2 separate regions of the Zea mays genome follow, and region 2 is linked to region 1. The links are chromatin contacts, called in public Hi-C maps. All regions are on one chromosome and are shown on one strand. The core of a region is the stretch at or near the end of the contact, and the rest is flanking DNA. Distances in the headings are between cores, read along the strand shown.

Region 1 (3,567 bases), core at 35-2,534:
GATATTCTTAAATTGAACAAAATGGTGTAAGGTATGTTCCTCTTTCGGGCTTCTCGCCTAACAAATAGACCTTGAGAAATCACTCCCAACACGACAGGAAGCCACATATAAAAAAGGGGACAAACAACATATAAAAAAGGGTCAGGCTCCTTATGTCTTATATGTTCTAACATTAACGAAACCACACATAATTTATGTACTAAATCTACATGTTTCTATGTCTTATATGTTCTAACATTAATAGCTTTCCTTTCTCTATAGCCTGTTTATTTTTATTTTATAGCTTTTGAATTATCCTTGCACAATTTTATTTAAGGGAGAGAACAAGAGAAGGAGAGGTGGAACAGGAACCGACTCGGCGTTGTGTCGAGGAAGAGGAGATTGTGTGGGAGCTAGAGGGTGAGCACAATGAGTGGCACCACTATCGTAACCCATCAAGTACGAACTCAGTGCTCTCTTGTATAGTGGAAGTTTGACCAAATGGATTGACATAGAAGTTAAATGGGAGCGAAGGAGCCAAAGTCGCTTGAGCTGCGTCGTGTCACCGTGTTGAGGAAGAGGAGATTGTGAGGGAGCTAGAGCGCGAGCACAACGAGTAGCACCACTATCGCGACCCGTCAAGTATGAATTCATGAACTCTAATGTATAATGGATTGAATATTGAATAGTTACTCATAAAATATGATTGTGTACTGTAACAACACACAAACCTATACCAATTGTTTAAATATACTAGTCATATATCCGTGCATTGCTACGGTTTTTATATATAACACAGGATAAATTTTGTTTTAAGAAATCACAAAATATATGTTTTCTATTGATTTGGTGGGTGTGAATGTGGAGCCAACAACCAAGGTTCAAACACTTAATTATACATAATTTCATCTTATTTTTTTACATAAGCTGCCCTATTATAGTAGTAGAGAAGAGATATTAGGAGTGTGGGTTGATTCTAAAGAAATGTAGAGTTTTTTTTTGAAAAATATTGATACGGGACGACCGTTGAAACTGGTGCTTTAATATAATAGAGATAGAGATAGATCGAGTTGATTCTAAAGAAATATATGTTTTTTTGAAAAATATTGACGTGAGATATGAAACTGGTGCTTTAATAATGTAAAGATAAAAAGTGGAGACACAGAAGAGAGGAGAGAGAAGAGATAGGTAACCGTATCAAATGGGACACATTAGAGCCACTTGACATGTGGTCCATCTTGCATCCTATACTCTTTTATTTTTTATTTCTTTTCTCCCCTTTGTCGGTTCTTCCACTTCCCGAATCCCGATCCATCCGCATAGCACTGAGGGCGGCGGCCGCTTCCTCTCCTCCGCGGCCGAGGTCGCTCCCCCGCCCGCCGCCTCTTGCCCGCGGCCGATCTCTTCCCTCCGCTCGCAGCGTCGCAGCCCGTAACGAGACCGCGCTCGGTTGAGCACCACCTGGGGCCCAGCGCCCCAGCGTCCTCGTGACCACCTCGGCGCGGCATCCGCCCTCTGCAGCCCCGGTGTCTCCGCGACCGGCTCCGGTGCGTCCGGAACGCAGCTCCACAGGTGGATCTCCGTCCGCACAGCGCCACGATCCTCTCTCTCCTTACCACGCCAACAGCTCGTCCCTCTCGGTCCCTCTCCGTCTGCTTGACTCTGCTCCAGCCTCAGGCCGGCCTTCGCCTCTAAAAGTTTCATTACATACCCAGCTTGTAGCTGTATGCTGCAACCCTAGTCTGCGTTGTCTTCTCAAACCTTAACGTAATTCGTAGGTAAAACCGTGCGCCCAAACCCTAACATCCTATTCGTAAGCATATCTGAATCTGATTATAAGTTTATATGTATGTATTATGCCTGCTAACTTAGATTGCTTTGCAAAAAAATATTGGGTGTACAACACCCATGTATTTTACTGGGTCTGCCCATGTATTATCAATTATCCATAAATTAGTGGAGTTCTCAAACAAAATGTAGAAACCTTTACTTGCCATATATGATATCAATACCAAACTGCTCTATATATATTTCATGTTTAGATGCATAGATTATCCACTTATTTTCTCTGTTGAACTTTACTAAATTCCTGCTACCTTGAATTACAGGAGCATCATTATTTATAGAATACGATCTACTTTATAGCTGATGACAATGTCTGCTTCTACTGCTGCAATTCGTACTGCGAATACAAATGGAAACCATGCAGTAAGTTCGGATTCACATTCTAGCCAAGATGCTAGGCAGCGAACAGCTGGTATTACAAAAAGAAAAGCATTGCCTTCGATTCTTCAAAAAATTCCTAGCAATGATCTGAGTCATACTATCCGAGGAGAATCAGTTCTTCAAAAGTCAAATTATTCTTCTGAAGGAAGAAAAGATGTGGTTGCTTCAGCAACTGCTGAACGCCAAAACAAAAACACTACAAATGTGGTTGCTTCAGCAGCTGCTGTACGCCAAAAGAAAAGCCCTACTAAACAAGAAAACGCCAACTGGGTAACTGCCTTAAGTGTGCTGGTGAAGCTGTGTCTTCTTATTTCAGCTACTGCTTGGATGGGGCAGGTGTTCTGGAGATGGCAAAGTGGTGAATTATCATTTACAACACTGGATATGGAGAACAGGCTATCCAGGGTGGAAGGGTTCAAGAAGACAGCCAAGATGCTTCAGCTACAGTTGGATGTTTTGGATAAAAAGCTAGAAAATGAGATTGACAAAGCAAAAGGGGTCATTGCTAAGCAATTTGAGGATAAGGGTAATAAGATAGAGAAAAAGATGAAGATTTTGGAAGACAAAACTGACAAGTTGGACAAGTCACTGGCTGAGCTTAGTGACATGGGATTTCTTTCTAAAAATGAGTTTGAGGAGATTTTGAGCCAGTTGAAGAAAAAGAAGGGATTCGGTGGTACAGATGATGAAATAAGCTTGGATGATATAAGGCTATATGCCAAAGATGTGGTTGAGATGGAGATAGCAAGGCATTCCGCAGATGGCCTTGGTATGGTGGATTATGCATTGGGATCTGGTGGTGCTAAAGTGGTAAGTCACTCAGAGCCTTTCATGAATGGCAAGAACTATTTACCTGGTCGCAGCAATGTGCACACAACAGCCCAAAAGATGCTGGAGCCAAGTTTTGGGCAGCCAGGAGAGTGTTTTGCAGTGAAAGGAAGTAGTGGGTTTGTGAAGGTGAAGCTAAGAACAGCAATAATTCCTGAAGCCGTCACTCTAGAACATGTTGACAAGGTAAGGTTATTGTGCTATACACTAATATGTAGACGACTAAACAAGTATCTATTGCTATTTATTTCAAACTTTTGTATCTAACTAATTTATATAATTGAATCATTAGGTATTTTCATCTCAAAATGTTCTTGTAGCAAACATATATCCCACCGAAGTCGGTGTGTAGGATTTTTTTTTCTAAAGACGCAGAAGTGCTCCGTATCATTTCATTAAGGAAAAAGTACAAACAACATAGAGGGGCCAAGGGCCAGCACCGAAAACTCCCAATTACAGCCGCGCCAGGCACACACTAGGGAAACGACCAAAAAAAGAAGCAACATACTTAGGTGCTCAGCCCCCACTATCCTG
Region 2 (3,422 bases), core at 680-3,179, 140 kb before region 1:
TTGTCGAATGGTATAAAGTTTCTTACTCTTGAGATCATCATTGTAAGAGGCAGTATTAGTTATGCAAGTATCCAGTTTCTTGGGTGGTGGCGGTGACGAGTCCTCGTCCTGTGCGCTGCTCGGCTTCCGGCGGCGGCGGTTGTGCTCGGTGAGCCGCTTCCGGCAGCTCCTCTTGGCCTCATCAAACTCAGCAAGCACATGAAACCTACTAGCCAAAGAAATGAATAGTATAGTATAGTTTCATATCAGCTCTAAATACGACCTTTTGCAATAATGATGGTTGATAAAAGTGTGCGGGTGCAGTGGTCAGTATAATGTTTGGTAGTAGCCAGTAGTGCTGAAAGTTAAAATCAATGTGCAGATGACCCTGGCCCTCCCATATCTTATCTCTCATCTAACCGGCTTATCACATCTGACGACGTGACGCCCATCATCTGAGTTGTGAGATGATCGCCGGCGCCAGCCGTCCTACCCGGCAGCAGCAGCTGCTGCTGCTGCTAGCTGACTCGACAGGTTGCAGCCTTCTCATCACTGTTTTTTCGTTTTTTTTCACCCGGTTCCATGCATACATTAACTGTTTCGTTGGTACGTGGTAGTATATTGAAGCAGACTAGAAGAGGAAGACCAGTCTAGCTACAGTAAACTACATCTGCATGAGTGATATGTGTTATCGTCGATTCGTCGTGCTCATCACTCATCAGGCGCCCATCATGCCAATGCATGCAGAGCTTGCCTAGCTGATGTGCATATGCAAGTATTGCCTCGCAATTGCGTCCCATGCATGTAGTTGCACCGTACTGGTGCCCATACTCTTACGTGACAAGAGGCAAAAGCGACAGTGCAACACTGACAGCAAGTAAAGGTGTCAACAGTGCCCGGCACGGCACAGACGTACGGCACGCACGTAGGTAGGTAACGGGCTGCTGGCCGAACGGGGCCGGCTGCGTACGTGTGGGCAGTGGGCACGTGTCTTGACAGGCGGGCCACCTGACCCAGGGCCGGGCATGCATGCATGCACGCATGCAGGGGAGGGAGGGACACGTACGTACGTACGTACCTGCTGCACTGCTGGCAGAAACGCTGCTGCTTGCCGGCGGCGGCGACGGCGCTGGCCTTGGCGTGGTACTCGCAGACCTTGTGGCGGCGGTGGTAGTGCTTGGCGGCGGAGAGGTCGGCCTTGCAGCCCTCGGCCTGGCACCGCGGCGGCGGCTGCTGGTGGTGGGCGGCGCCGAGCCCCAGCACGCCCATGCCGAGGCCCATACCCAGGCCCACGCCCACGCCGCCACCCGCCAGCCGCGACCGCGTCAGCAGCCGGTCCACGGCGAGTACGTCCGCGGGGGAGAAGTAGGTGCGGCGCCCGAGGTTCAGCCCGATCCTCCCGCCGCCTCCAGCAGCGTCCACGAGGGGGCCGCCGTCCTCCCGCTTCAGGAACCCTCCCGCGCCGCCGCCACCAAAGGGGTTATAGACGACATCCGCCGCCGCAGGCACGCCTGGGAGCGTCAGCAGCAGCGACGACGGTGGCATTGCCATGGCCGCCATGCTTTGCGGCGACGGCGCCAGCGGCAGGCTCGCCGGGGGCAGGAGACCAGATTCTTGGAACGGTAACCCTGCGGCGGCCGCGAAGTCGAAACTGTCGTATAGCCCTAGGTTGTTGTTGTGGCTGCTGCTGCTGGTGTTGTGCTGCAGTAGCGACGACGACCTCTCGACGACGACGCTGGGCATGCCCATGCCGGCGACGTCGAAGCCGACGTAGGGCTGCAAGGGGCCGAACGAGAAGTCGGCGTCGGTACTTGCTGTCGGCGACATCGCGTTGGTGTTCATCATCATCCTACTGGCTACTGCTACTATGCTCTCTGAGTGTATGTGTGTGCAGGAGGCAGGAGGAGCGGACACAGAGAGCGATCGAGCTATACGTGTGCGTGTGAGTGTGAAGCAGTGGTGGCCTTTGTGGGTGGTTAAAAAGGGCTGAGTTGAAGGCAGTGGGAAAGACAGGGAAAGAGACGACATTACTCTCTGCATTGAAGGGGAGATAGAGACAGAGAGCCCTAGGCGTTACTCACTTGTTGGTGCGCCGCATGATGAATTTTTTTTATTTATTTCATTTTGGTAAAGCCACCGGCAGGAGATCTACCGGCATATACTACTGGTACTGTAACAGAGAGTAGGAGTGCGGCGTATGTTGTGCACCCTTTCTCCATCTATCTTTCTCTCTCAGTCCCTTCTAGTGAAACGCACTCTCTCTCTCTATCTCGATCCTTTTGGTGAAAACCCTCTGCATGCGCTGCATGCATGCAGCCGGCGCAAATGTTGCGTGCTGTGCTGCTAGTAGTACTACGAGCTAGCTATTCGTCGTACGTGGCCACATGGTGAATCCTTGATGCATGGCATGGGCAGGGCAGGCGGGTTTTTGTCATGTTACTGCCCCCAGCCAGCCAGACTGCGGATCAGATCAGAAAGGTGATGGGGCTGGGGTACGAGTACGAGTACGACGGCGCGCGAGCCCGGGTGGCCGGGAGGGTTGGGTGCCTAGGCTTTTTTCTGCTTCGACCGGCGCGCAGCGAAAACACACGAAGCTAGGCAGTAGGCAGGCAGGCGAGCAGGCCCAGCTGTTCGGGCTGTAGCTGCTCTCGGCTGCAGCCCAAGCAGCTCGCATCAGCTGCTGCAGCTGTGAGAGATGCTGCATCCACGCCAAAGAAGAGGAAAATTGCGGCGGCGCGCGGCAGCCGACAGCGCTGCACGTAGTCGGATTTCGGAATTCACACAGCTAGCCAGCCGCTAGCATGATTGGCCAATAAAGTCCGTCCTGCAAAATTATTGCCCCCCATGCACATGCATGCATAGCTGCTCTATAAGCTAGCCAGACTCATCACAAATTAGGTCCTATTTGGAAGCAACCTAGGTTTTTAAAAACTAGTGTTTTTTTTTTGCTATGAGAGGCTAGCTTCTTGTTTTTAAGAAACTGATAATCTAATTTTTATAAACTGGGTTATAAACTGTTATGTTTGTAATCAACTCAATTTCTATAAACCAGTTTCTTATAAACTAGATGCTTCCAAACTGAGCCTTAAATGTATCATGAGTTTATCAAAGGTTTTTGTCTTAAGAATAAGTATAGCTGACTACACCCAAGAGTGGTCTAAACCCACAAAGTACGAGATATGGTTTACATACTTATCAAGTCAAGCGCATATTACATGTTATCAAGTCAAAAGGCGAGTGGCAGAGCTATGTCAAGGGTGCGGCTTGAACAACATGGATGTCACCCCCCCCCCACACACACATCTCCACTTTGTGTTGTCACTAAAACAATTAATTAAAAGAAACGTGTTTGTATCAATTTTCTATAACATTCCAAGATTTATTAGTTGTCACATGAGTTTTAAATAAATACTAATATGATTTTATAAACACTAGGATTCTTG

What was found. A called contact is a pair of places that touch in the nucleus more often than the background predicts.
Region 2: a contact with region 1 is called in a Hi-C map of tassel, with 3 times the contacts expected there. The contact joins the promoter of sbp1 here to the promoter of LOC100283381 in region 1. A contact is called at or near these places in 4 of 25 Hi-C or Micro-C datasets (ear, tassel and an unstated tissue).

Annotation. Positions count from the first base shown.
Region 1 is chr5:90,725,561-90,729,127 of Zm-B73-REFERENCE-NAM-5.0, reverse strand. LOC100283381 reads left to right here and starts at 1,284. Exons shown (of 3, transcript NM_001156282.2): 1 at 1,284-1,551; 2 at 2,088-3,219. The coding sequence starts at 2,128.
Region 2 is chr5:90,863,990-90,867,411 of Zm-B73-REFERENCE-NAM-5.0, reverse strand. sbp1 (SBP-domain protein1) reads right to left here and starts at 1,929. Exons shown (of 3, transcript NM_001112607.2): 1 at 1,058-1,929; 2 at 27-205. The coding sequence starts at 1,827.